Linked DNA regions of Sus scrofa: region 2 is linked to region 1. The links are chromatin contacts, called in public HiChIP or PLAC-seq maps. All regions are on one chromosome and are shown on one strand. Each heading gives the region's core, a stretch centred on a gene start, on an enhancer-like site or on the middle of the called end of the contact. The rest is flanking DNA. Distances are from core to core; before and after follow the strand shown. Region 1 overlaps MXRA7 (matrix-remodeling-associated protein 7). Region 2 holds the start of PRCD (progressive rod-cone degeneration protein).

Region 1 (6,365 bases), core at 2,245-4,744:
CGCCCAATCAGACCCCCCGACACACAATGTGATGCCGCTGGCGGGTGGATGTGACCCACGGGCCCAACTTCCTCTTGGGCCCAAGGGATCTCTGGTCCCAGAACTGGAAGCTTAAGAGCTGGGAGCTGCAGAGAGTGACCGGGGTGGGGGGTGGGGGGAGAGTCCCCCACCATGGCCACCCCGATGCCATTCCACCCCTGTCCCCTCTCTGTGGGAGCGACTCACGTCCTGTACACCACTCTGCCAGGGTCAAGCCTGGGGGCAGGATGAACCCAGCAGCTGCTCAGAGCTCTGGCTGCAGACATCACAAGAGGCCACCATCACTGCTGACCCCTCGTCAATGTGCTGTATAGTCCCCGACGTTAGGGGCAGAATTGTGTCCTTCCCCAAATTCATCCATTGAGGTCCCAACCCTCAGTACCCCAGACTTTGACTGTATTTGGACAGAAGGCCTACAGAGGTTATTAGAGGAGTTCCCTGGCGGCTCAGTGGGTTAAGGACCTGGCATTGCCAATGCTGTGGCTCCGGTTGCTGCTGTGGTGCAGGTTTGATCCCTGGCTCGGGAACTTCTGCATGCTGCAAGTGCCGCCAACAACCCCCCCTCAAAAAACAAACAAATAAACAAAAAAGATTATTAGATTATTAGGAGGGGTCCTAGTCCACTTTGACTGCTGTCTTTACAAGAAGAGGAAATGTAGACACACAGAGAGACACCTGGGGTGTGAGCACACAGAGGAAAAACCCCGCGAGGACACAGCGGGAAGGCAGCACCTGCAGCAGAGGACAGAGGCCTCGGAGAGACTGAACCCACTGACACCTTGACCTCAGTGTTCCAGAGAAGACAAATTCCTGCTGTTTAAGCCACGCGGTCTGCGGTGAAAGTAAGTCACTTTCATGAACGCTGAGAATCACGACATGCTCTGGGACAGACAGCTGCTGTCACCCTGGCAGGTTCCCACAGCAGGGCCGGGGCTGAGACCCTGCCCCAGTCAGCTCACTGACCAGCATCTCGGCCTTCCATTCGTGGTTAAAGCCTAGTTCGCACCTCACACGTTCTGGGACGCCTTTCTTTTGTTGTCTTTTTTCCTTAGGGCCACACCCACAGCCGCCACACCCACCGCAGCACTGCAGAACTCCTGCGATACTATTGTTTTTTAATTTTTTTTTATTATAGTTGATTTACAATGTTCTGTCACTTGATGCTATATAGCCAAGTGACCCAGTTATACATTTATAAACATTCTTTTTTTCACATTATCCTTCTGGATTTGTTCCATCACAAGTGATTAGATATAGTTCCCTGTGCTGCGCAGCAGGATCTCATTGCTCATCCACTCCAAATGCCATAGTTTGCATCTACTAACCCCAAACTCCCACTCCCTCCCCCTTGGCAACCACAAGTCTGTTCTCTACGTCCATGAGTTTGTTTCTTTTCTGTAGATCGGTTCACTTGTGCCGTTTATTAGACTCCAGATAGAAGTGATATCATATGGTATTTGTCTTTCCCTTTCAGACTTACTTGATTTAGTATGAGAGTCTCTAGTTCCATCCCTGTTGCTGCAAATGGCATTATTTTGTTCTTTTTTTATGACTGAGTAGTATTCCATTGTCTATATGTACCATATCTTCTTAATCCATTCATCTGTCATTGGACATTTAGGTTGTTTCCATGTCTTGGCTCTTGTGAATAGTGTTGCAATGAACATAGGGGTGCATGTATCTTTTTCAATAAAAGTTTTGTCTGTATACGTGCCCAGGAGTGGGATTGCTGGATCATGTGGTAGTTGGTTTTCTGAGGTACCTCCATACTGTTTTCCATAGCGGTTGTACCAATTTACATTCCCACCGACAGTGAAGGAAGGTTCCCTCTTCTCCACGCCCCTCCAGCATTGGTTATTTGTGGACTTACTAATGATGGCCATTCTGACAGATGTGAGGTGGTACCTCATTGTAGTTTTGATGTGCATCTCTCTAATAACTAGTGATGTTGAGCATTTTTTCATGTGCCTGTTGGCCGTCTGTGTCTTCTTTGGAGAAATGTCTCTTCAGGTCTTCTGCCCATTTTTTTTTTTTTTTTTTTTTTTTTTTTTTTGTAGGGCCACACCTGCAGCACATGGAGGTTCCCAGGCTAGAGGTTGAATTGGAGCTGTAGCTGTTGGCCTACACCACAGCCCACGGCAACGCCAGATCCTTAACCCACTGAGCAAAGCCAGGGATGGAACCCGCAACCTTATGGTTCCTAGTCAGATTTGTTTCCGCTGAGCCATGACAGACAGGAACTCCGGATTGTTTGTTTTTCTTGCTAGTGAGTTGTATGAGGTGTTTGTATATTTTGGAGATTAAGCCCTTGTCAGTTGCATCATTTGAAACTATTTTCTCCCATTCCGTAGGCTGTTTTATTTATAGTTTCCTTGGCTGTGTGAAACTGGGATACTTTTCTAATTCAGCTTTTCCACCAGGGGAGGGGGTGGAGGTGGGCCTCCTGACAGCCCCGCCAAGGCCAGGAGCCCAAGAGGGAGGGACGGCAGAGGGGAGGGGAGGGGCAGCAGGGTGAAGAGGGGCTTGGAAGGAGGCTTCTCAGAGCCCCTGGGAGCCAGGTACGCACCCCAGGGGCAGCGCAATGCTACTTCTGGCTGCCCTGGCCCCATCTAGGCCTGACGCACGGCTGAAGTCAGAAGAGATGGGGGGAGATGGAGAGAGAGAGACGGATATCTGTCTGCCTAAGGAAATGAATCTGCCCTGGGTCCTGCAAACAGGACCTATTGGATCCTGTGACCAGCCACCTGGGCTGCCTCCTGTTGGGCCTGTGCCAACCCCTCCCTCGACTCTAGTTCATCCAGAAAGTGGACCTGACCAGGGGCGGGGATCACGGATCCGCCAGGGAGGCAGAGGGGAGGCCCAGCTCCCATGAGGATGCCTGTCCCTCCATGCCCCCGCAGCAGGCGACAGCAGAGACAACAGGAAGCCCTCAGGGGGCCTGCACAATCCCCCAAGCACACGCCATGCAGCCAGGTCAGCGGACTGCCCCATCTCCAGGGAAGATCCTTAAGATGGGCACTGAGACCAGGCACAGGGGCTGCCTCCCTGCTTCCACCCAGGCGGAAGCAGGATAGACAGTGCTGGCACTCCTTCCAGAAGGATTCCATTAGGCAATGAGGCTGTTCATCTTTTGCATTCACAGCAGAGCGTTGCTGTGGGGCGAGCAGACAGAGCAGAGCCGGCGCCAGCTCCCGGGGCGCCGGTGCTGGGCGGGGAGGACAGGCTGGCGGCCGAGGTCACAGCCAGGCCGTTCTCTCCGCCTGTACCATCAAAACAAGGCAGCCACCCCTGGCCTCCAGATGACAGCTCCAGGCTCCAAGCAGGCCAGCTCTCTCCATCCACATGTGCGGCTGGACAGGACATGTCTCGGGTGACAAGGAACCAAACTCTTCTTGTCCCAGCTTGGCCCCTTTCAACGCGTCCAGGTTTTCTCTGCGGTCACAGCAACTTGACACTTCATCATGGCCCAGGAATGTTGACGACAGCCTGGCACTTCCTCTCCATCTGACTTCTAAGCTCTCCTTGCCTTTGGGAGACGTCTGGGGTCCCTCCTCCCCCTAATTCTCCCTGATCTGGCCTCGGTCACTCTGTGCCTTCATCCTGGCACCATGTCCTGGACCCCATTCTCCTCCAATTCTCCCGTTCTGAAGACATCTTAAAACGCCGACTTGATGATGCTTTTCTGCTCAAAGCCCCCTGATGACAGTTGCTATGTACAGTTCAAGGAAGCCTGGCTTTGAAAGCTCTCCTGCTTCCAGATTCCATGAGTCAGTCTCTAAGGGTTTGCTGGCAAGTGCTGTCCTCTCCCACCCACCACATGGGCCATGAGGTCATCCTTGGGGCCACAGCCTCGGGCACAGGGGCTGTCCTTGGAGGCTCGCCCCTGGGCCCCTTCCCTCCTCTGTCGGACAGGGTCCTCTGAGACCACACCGTCTGACTTGGACAGGATGGAGCTCAGTTACTATTCTAACCGGGGTGGAGAGAGCCCTGGCGCTGTGTGGACGGACTGCAGGGTCTACTGCAGGGAGGAGGGGCAGAGGGGCCAAGACCCCCACCCAGACCAGTTCTGCTTCTGCTCCCTGCACTGAGCTTCCTTATGCACTGGAGGGAGAGAGGTATCCAGTGCTTTTAAATATGTCAGAAGCCGCTGATCTACCTTGGCTCCGACCCAGTACAAAACCCCAGGTGATAAAACCTTAGATGAACTGCCAGCTACCCAGTCTCTGTTTGAACACCCCCAGCATCAGGGAGCTCACTACCTTACAGTTTGCCTCTTTGGGGCAGAAAACACAGCTCTAGGGATGCACGCAGGCAGGTGACACACAGGGCCCTGGGCACAAAGAAAAATGATTGCTGCTGCCCAGGGCAGTCCTATGAGCAGGCGGCACCTGCCTCTCAGCAGGAAGCGATGGGGTTTTCTTTTTGTTGTTATTGCAGTTTATTCATTCAACAAGTACCTTCTGGGTGCGCCTGTTCTCATGAGCTGACATTCCTCCGCAGCAGACAATGCACCAAAATCAAAGATGACCTCAGCCTGCACTGAGTGCTGCGAAGGAAGCCAGAGAGGACCGTGTGCTGGGAGGAATTTACATCCACCACGGTGGCCAAGGTCACAGAGACTTAAAAGGGGAAGAGAAGCAATCCCTTCTAGGGATCGAGGCTGGGAGGGCTGGCCAGGCAGAGGAAGCGTGGCACCAGGCCTGGCATGTGTCTGGGGTGGGGGGCGACTAGAAGAGGCAGAGCCGTTGGGGGTGTTGGGAAGAGCCTGGCATTTACTCTGTGAGTGATGGGGCCACTGGGGGGCTTTAAGCAGAGCAGGAGATGTGGTTTCTATTTTGTGAAGATCACACTGGTTGCTGGGCGGGGTGCAGGTGGGGCGCACACGGGAGGCAGGGAACCTGAACAGCCCAGACGAGGCATGGACTGGAGCGGTGGCCAGAAAGATGGGTGAGCCCGCATGCAGCGGGCATTGTGGAGGCCCAGGAGGCAGGACCTGCTGATGTGGTCACTGCAGGCAGGTGGGACAGGGACAAAGAGAAAACCAGGAAGACACTGGGGCTCTTGGTCGGAGCAGCCACGCGACTGGTGCTAGAGCTCTGAATGGGATGACAAACACTGGGGCGGGGGCGGGAGTGGGGGGGGCAGAGGGCATCTTGGTGGGCAGAAACGCAGCACCCCATCAGATGTGATGTCCAGGAGGCGGCTGGGGCCGGGCTTGGCTGGGGCAGAGCCGTGGGCGTCATCAGCTCTTGATCCCAGGCTGATGGCAGCCCATGTGTCCTGGGAGGTGGCAGCGGTCCCGGCCACGCAGAAGCCCTCCACTTGCTGTCATGGGCTTGAGCTTTTCTAGTGAGGTCCGAGAGCAGAGAGCTCCTGGTAACCCCCTGACTCGAGGCACAGGGATGTGGGGGCGAGAACAGCCAGGGGGGCCAGCCTGCAGGGCTGTGGGTTCAAACGTCCAGACTAAGAGACCGTCCTGGACTCCCAACCAAGGGCACGGTCACAAGCCCCAAAGGCCCCAAAGGCGCAGGCCGTCTGGCTCAGACATCAGCCTGCCGGATTCAATCCCATCAGATTAACGTCTTTGGCCCTGTTCCTACAAAGAGGATTTGGAGGACATCAAAGCTTCATAAAAAACACCCCGAGGCAGCAGTCGGCCATCTCCCAGACCCTCCGTCAGTGAATATTAGGCTGAATTCCAGTCTCTGCCTTTGGAGAGAACAGAGGTCAAAGACAGGGAAGAAAATGAAGAGAGGGACCAAATCAGATCCGAAAGGATCAGAGGAAGAAAAATCCTTGTGTTGGGGAAAGCCAGGCTGAAGAATTTTGACCATGACCAGCTCCAAGGACAGTCACAGAAGGCAGGTGGCCAGCACTTCAAATCTCCTTTAGCCTTTACGAGGAATAAAGATGAGAAGGGTCTGACCTTGGGGAGGCGGACCATTGTTGCAGGGTGCCTCTGGGCGGGAGGTAGCTTCTGATTTTGAGACTGATCCCAGAGGCTGAGTCTTCAGCAAGTCAAGACTCCGGTTGGGAGAAAGCATTCACACCACGGTCCTAGAATTAGCCGCCTGTGAGACCACGCTCAGGGCTGCCCCAACCAGAGGCCAGGCGGGTTAGCAATGCCAAGGATTTCTACGCAAGTTCCCAGGCCAGGGATCCGATCTGAGCCCCAGCTGTGACCTCAGCCCCAGCTGTGGCAGCGCGGGATCCTTAACCCACGGCTCCACAGCAGAAACTCCCTTGGCAAGGATTTCCAACTTGAAAATATGAAACCCCAGGGCAGGCACCTCTCCCCAGGCTGGGAGAGCAGACAGTCACGCGTT
Region 2 (6,365 bases), core at 1,467-3,966, 150 kb before region 1:
CTCCCTGCTGGCCGGGTCCGGGGAGCAGGAAGGGGCCAGCTGGGAAAAGTACACCTCTGGGGTCTGCCCCCTCCGCCCTCTATTCTTTTGCCCTTTGCTCTGTTCTTCCAAGAGTCTTTGGATGCAGAAGGGGGCTGAGCTGGAGAAAGGGTTTGCTCCTCTTTGTCCTTCTTGGTGGAGCCTCAGTGTTCCTGTCTCTAGAATGGGGAGCCCCCAACACCCCCATTGGAGAGGCTGGTAAATGTGTGTCCACCTCGGCTCGGTTGGGGGGCTGGGGTCACTGGTGAGGAAGGCACGGCTGGCCGGCAGAGCCGGAGTTGTGAGGTCGCAAGAGGAGACGCATGGAGGTGCCCTCCTTCTGGCTCTGGTCCCTAGTTCCTGCGGAGCCCCTCACCCAGAGCTAGGAAAGCCTCGGCCGGGGCTTCGCCCACCCCAAGGCGCCCCACGCCGCTGCCCGCACTCCGACTGGCCGACCGGCCGGGCCCCAATCGCAGCAGGGGAGGTGGCGCCGCAGCTCGGACCCGAGCCGAGCCCGCCTCTGCCCGAGCCGCTGCCGCCGTCCGTCCTCGGGCCCGGCCGAGCCGGGGTGACACCTACCTCACCAGGATGGCCACCCCCACGTCCTCGCAGTTGGCATAGAGCCGGGCCCACGTCGCCTGCACCGCCTTCCTCTCCGCCTCGGACAGCTCCTCGCTCCGCTCCCTGCGCTCAATCTCCATCTCGCCCGGCACTTTCTCCATGAGCAGCTCCAAGCCCAGCCCGGCTTCGCTCGGCGGCGGCGGGGCGCGGGGCGCGGAGCGCGGAGCGCGGGGAGCCGGGGCCGGCTGCGTGCGCGGCGGGCGGGCGGGCGAGTGGCAGAGCGCGCCGGAGGGAGGGAGCGTGTCTGTGCGCGCCGGCTCTGTGTGTGTGTGTGTGTGTGTGTGTGTGTGTGTGTGTGTGTCTGTGTGTGTGTGTCTGTGCAGGGTATATGTGCAGGGGGCGGGGGACCGCGAGCGGGGGGCGGGGATGTGGTCTGCTGGAAAAATGCGAAAAAAAATAAATCCGCTCCAACCCCTCCAGCCCGCGTCCGCGAGCCAGTTCCGGCAAGGTGAAGGCTGGGCGGGGTGGGGGCGACGCGGCGGGCACCCGCCCGCCCTCCTCGCCACCGCGGAGTTGGACCGCCGGGTGGGGCTGGGGCGTGGGCGTGGCGAGGGGGCCGGGGGTCTCGGCAGGAGGGGGCGGTCACGCGGCGCAGGGCCGCGCTGGCCACGCAGGAGTGCGCCGCGGCGGGTGCGGGTCTGGGGGCCCCGGTCCCCGCTCCCCAGACGGGCGGTGTCGGGGCGTGTGCGTGTGAGCACCCTTCCCGCGGCGGGGAACTGACTCGAAGTCAAACACTGCCAGGCATTTGCGGCGTGGCCGCCCGCCCGCCCGCCCGCGACCCGAGCTGAGCTCCCCCTCGCTCCCGGCCTCTCCCGGGCCAGCCGCTGGGGTCCGCGGCGCTCTCGCCCGGGCTCCGGACCCCAGACTCCGGAGGGGTTAGAGGAAGAACCCTAGAGGAAAACACCGCCGCGGGGATGAGGAGGGGGCGGCTGTCAAACTTGATCACCAGAGGCCTGCGCCCCCCCTTTCCTTCCCGCCAGCGCTCCTTCCCCTCGGAGCAGCACGTGGCCTCAGAAAGAAGGCCCCGGGTGGCTTGTAAATGACACAGGCAGGCCCAAAGCAGGGGGCGAGTGGCCCCTAATACCAGCCCAGGCGGAGCAAAGTCCCAGGCACCCCAAACCTGGGTTGGGGGGGAGCGGTGTGAAGAAGTCTCGGGAGGCCCAGGCCGCTGGAGACATCGTAGCCAGCAAGGCCCCGATTAGGGAAGGGTTCTGTGGATGGAATCCCGTGTCCACCACAGAATTGCTCTTCTCCGGGAGGTGGGACCACCATTAGACTAGAGGTGGGGACTGCGTCTCTGAGAGCCACCCAGTCCCCACCCTGCAAGCAGCTGCTCAGTCCCGGTATGGCCGGGTCCCACCTCTGAGTCCCAGTTGAAGCCTGAGGCCCACAGCGGCGGCTGCAAGCGGCTGAAACACGTGACCACGCATGCGGGGTGTGTCCAGTTCTCCCCAAGGCTCCCTGGTGATCCTGCCCTTTCCAGCTCTGTGTCCACTGCTCCAGTAGTGCAAGAGGTGGTGGCTCCTCTTTGGCTCTGCTTTATGTGCCTATTTTAAAAAACCTATTTCAGGAGTTTTCTTGTGGCGCTGTGGGTTAAGGATCTGGTGTGGTCATTGCAGCAGCTTGGGGTGCTGCTGTGGCACAGGTTTGATCCCTGGCCCTCGAACTCCCCTATGCCACAAGCGTGACGAGAAAAAATACCCTATGTCAGAACAGAGAGCCCTGGCACAGCCCCAGCTCGGGCCTCGCTGGAGCCCAGCGTTCAGGTCCTTTACTGGAACCCAGGGCAAGAGGCCTCTTGTGGCTCAGAGCTCAGCTGAGAGAGGGAAAATCCAGTGCCCCCTTCTGGGGTCTTAGAGAGGGATTGAGGAGGGTTGGTGGGCTCAGCTTCTTTCACTAGTCTCAGACCCATGTCCTGGCTTTTTTTTTTTTTTTGCTTTTTTGGACCACACTCTTGGCACATGGAAGTTCCCAGGCTAGGGTACAGTTGCTGGCCTACAGCACAGCCACAGCAATGCAGGATCTGAGCCGTGTCTGTGACCTACACCACCGCTCACGGCAACGCCAGATCCTTAACCCACGAGCAAGGCCAGGGATGGAACCCACAATCTAGTGGTTCCTAGTTGGATTCATTTCCATTGCACCACAATGGGAACTCCGCCACGTCCTGGCTTTTGATCTGTGCTCTGCACGTCACCTGGACCAGGACACTGTGCTGGGTCCCCCCACTCAACTCCTCTGACGGGCTCAGAGCCAGCACCATGGCCTTCCAAACAGCTCCCTGAGAGGTTCCACCCAGAAGTGGACAGGAAGTAGGAGAAATCTTATTTCTGCTTGCTTTTATCTCATCCTTTACAAGTTCTATGGGTGTCGCTGGTAGAGGACTGTGTCTGCACGGTAACAGAGCATATAATTTATAAGTGGATGTGTGTATCTATTACACTTACATTCTGCCCTTTGCTGAAGAGGACGTGTAATCAGAAGTGTGTGGAAAAGATTGTCCTGGGGTCAGGAGTGAACCACTTAGCCAGCCCTTCACTCCCTGGCCTCTCCTGTCTTCCTGGCTTCATCATCTATATTCTCCTCCCCCCCCCATGACGTCATTGCCCCACCAATACTCAACTTCCAGTTGCTGCAACATGCCAGGCGCTTTCATGCCTACAGCCCCGGCAGAGTCTTCTGTCCGCGGGCCCATCCTTCCTTGAGCCCCTGCAAACTCAGAACAACCCGGCTTCTCTCTGAAGCTTCCCCTGATGCTCACGACTCCCAGAGTGCTCTGTAGGCGCCTTAACCGCCTAGATCTCCCAGTTGTGCTCATCGGTTTAACTTGCCAGGGCGTTTGTCTAGACCGCAAGCCCCTTGAGGGCCAAGCCCAGGGCTTAGTCATATCCCCACCCAGAGCAGACTGAGGTCAAGATACCCTGCCGCTGCCCACTGCCGGGGGAAAACCTGGGCCCAGTGAGGTTAATCGGTCTTCACAAGGTCGGGTCTGCTGACCCTGCTAATCAGCTTGAGCCTCCTAATCCATCGCCAGCAGGAACCTCGGGACAAAGGCAGTGGCTCGTGAGAGCTGGCAGGGGCCATCTTGGCCTTCTTCTGCGCCTGGGTCTCAGAGGGGATGGGGCAGCTGAGCCATGTGCACCACCCTCTTCCTGCTCAGCACCTTGGCCATGCTCTGGCGCCGCCGATTCGCCAACCGGGTCCAACCGTGAGAACCTGGCTGGGCCGTGGGCTGGGGCGGGGGAGAAACCGCTGGGCTGGGTTATAGCCGAGCTGCGGACTGCAGGGGTCAGGGGCTGCATGGACTCCCGGGAGGCTGGGAGTACAAGGGGCACCCCCGAGAGTCTCCCCTTCCAAGGAGGGGGCGCTTGGAGCTCTTCAAAGACACGGGGCACAACCTCTGGTCCCACAGCCCAACGTGGCTTAGGCTTAGGTCTCGCAGAGAAGCAGGAGAGGGGGCGGGGGTCCGGGCGCTGCCCACAGCCCTGCCTGCCTCTTTCCCTCCCGCAGAGAGTCCAGTGGAGTAGATGGGGCAGTCTCGGGCAGCGGTTTGGAAACAGACCTCCAACCCTCAGGCAGGTAAGACTCAAGAGTCTGGGGCGGGGGAGGGAGGGTGTTGCTAAGGACACGGCCGCTGTCCCCTGTCCAGGCCTGGGGGGTGTACGTGGGGACGTGCGTGTGTGCGTGCCCCTGGCCCCAGCTACCCGGTTCCCTGCATGCCTAGGGCTTTCTTCAGTTGGGGATGGGAGGCCCCAGCCTCTCTTCGGAACCCAAACTGCTCTGCCTCGCTCGTCCGAGTGCAGGTGGTCCCCGGGGTCCCTTCTCTTGGAAGGCGCAGGGGGAGTGGAGAGAGGGGTGAGGGAGAAGCCGCTTTGCGTGGCTTTGCTGCCTTCCCCTCCCCCTCCCGCTGCCGCTGCCCCCACCCGCTCAGCAGCTCCGCGGCCTGAACCTCCGGCAGGATTCGCTGTCCAGGCCCCAATAGGAGGCCCAGGAGGAGCATGACGTCATCAGCACTGCGTGCCATTGGCTGGGCAGCCCCTGCGGGCAGGACGCTGTCTCCAGTGGCCAGAAAGTTAACTCTTGCCTAGGCTGAAGCCATGTGGCCTTTAGAAGGGGGTGAAGTTTGGGGAACTTCAGGATTTCCTCCCTCTCCGGGTGCCTAGTGTCCTTTGAGGACAGGAGATCCGTGCCCGACACAACACGGGAAAATTGGCAAATATGTACCAAGAACCTACTGTTGGAAATGCTCTTTTGCGCCCGTGGGTGCTCTTCTCTGCTCAGGAAGCTCCTGCGAGGCCCTTGGCCTTTGGACTGCAGGGTCTGGAAGGAGGCTGCTCCCCATAGAGCTCTGGCGGCTGGGACAGGCATGCTCGCTGTGCACCCCACTCTCTGCCAGGCTGTGGGAGGTACCCCACGGAGCCCCTTAGGTACCTGGAGCCTGGCGAGCCGAGAACTGGGGCCTCCCTCTGTCTCTGGCCTGACTTCTCGGTCCCTGGATTCCCCCAGGTTCGGAATGTCCAAAGGCCCCCCCTCGAAGTTTAGGGTAAGTGCAGAAGACAGGGTCATTTCTGTGATGCCTTTCCTGGACACCTAGGCTAGTTGAGAGGGTCCCCGGGGAGCCTGATTGCTGCCACTGGTGAAATGGGCTGACACGTAAAAACAATCGTTTTACACGACTGGGCCTCACGCGTAGGAGGCCCTCAAAGGCTGAAGGGTCCTCCCTGTTGCGTTTGGGGGGAGCTGGAGTGGGGCAGCCTGAGTTTAAATCCTACTTCCCCTCTCATTGAGAGACTGTGGGCAAATGATATAATCTTTTGATGTGTAAACTGGCATTAATCACAGTGGTTACGAGGGTTTGGGGAGATTTAAATGAGATAATGATGATAGAACCCTAGCACAGAGCAACTGTTCCGCAAACACCAGATCTTGCCTTGCTGTTAGGTGACCAGCCCTTTCTCCTTCCCCAGAGGTTTCGCATACATGAACTGAAGGCTCAATGGCCCCAAAGCTTTGGCAGTTCAAATCTCTTGTTCATGGCGCAGGAAGCCAAGGGACAGGGAGATATAAATTACTTGCTCCAGGCGGTCCTCCCAGCTGGGGGCTGATGTGAGACTGACAGGTCCCTGCCTCAGACAGTCCATCTCCTTGACAGACATGAAATGTGCCTGGACCTCCTGTCAGGAGAGAAAAGGCCAAATCTGGGACCATCTGGCCAGGCCTGGTCTGGCGTGGCCTTGCCAGGAGGAAGCAGTCGCCCATTAACTCCTTGGAACCCAGCTAACAGGAAAGACTGGCCTGTTGGGGCCGCCATGGAGGGCTGGCTCCGGGTGGCAGCAGGGGTGGCGCTCTGCTCTCCAACTCCAAGGCTTCTTGGTGCTCCTGCTTCTCGATGGTGGGGTGAACGACGGGCTTGGGGGAGGGAGGAAGGGGAAGGCTGGAAGCCTGGGAGGGTCTTTGGCGTCGATTATCTGACTCTGCATTTTCCTCTTTAGGGAGAAGAGCCTCTGAAGTGAGCCCTCACCTCTTCAGGCAGAGCTCAGCCCCAGGGCCTGGGATGGACTGGCAGGTAGGGCAGGGTGCGCAGCCTGGAGGGCAGGGGGCAGGGCTGGGGACAGGGCGGCAGGATGTGCCAGGCTTCAGCTCTGTGGGCACTGTGGAGGCTAAGGGAGGGGTGGACTCCTATGGGCTCCTACCTTAAATCTGTTATGTTCCAGGCCACTGGGCAA

The links. HiChIP or PLAC-seq counts read pairs in DNA pulled down with a chosen protein or histone mark.
Region 2: a contact with region 1 is called in an H3K27ac HiChIP or PLAC-seq map of skeletal muscle. The contact joins the promoter of PRCD here to the enhancer-like site in region 1. A contact is called at or near these places in 1 of 47 Hi-C or Micro-C datasets (embryonic fibroblasts) and 2 of 2 datasets of contacts at active chromatin or transcription factors (alveolar macrophages and skeletal muscle).

The regions. Positions count from the first base shown.
Region 1 is chr12:4,827,405-4,833,769 of Sscrofa11.1, reverse strand. The region is part of intron 1 of MXRA7 (matrix-remodeling-associated protein 7); the gene reads right to left. Among named protein-coding and RNA genes, the nearest start is that of MXRA7, 8.3 kb to the right of the region's middle. Within about 2 kb of position 3,494, at least 43 of the 83 cell types and tissues checked have an H3K27ac peak or open chromatin away from gene starts, as enhancers often do. A contact at or near this core is called in embryonic fibroblasts and skeletal muscle, where this site is marked.
Region 2 is chr12:4,973,045-4,979,409 of Sscrofa11.1, reverse strand. PRCD (progressive rod-cone degeneration protein) reads left to right here and starts at 2,716. Exons shown (of 5, transcript XM_013989871.2): 1 at 2,716-3,847; 2 at 4,150-4,218; 3 at 6,132-6,205. The coding sequence starts at 3,774. The coding sequence ends at 6,147. It overlaps CYGB (cytoglobin), which reads right to left and starts at 2,165. Exons shown (of 4, transcript XM_021066574.1): 1 at 598-2,165. The coding sequence starts at 740.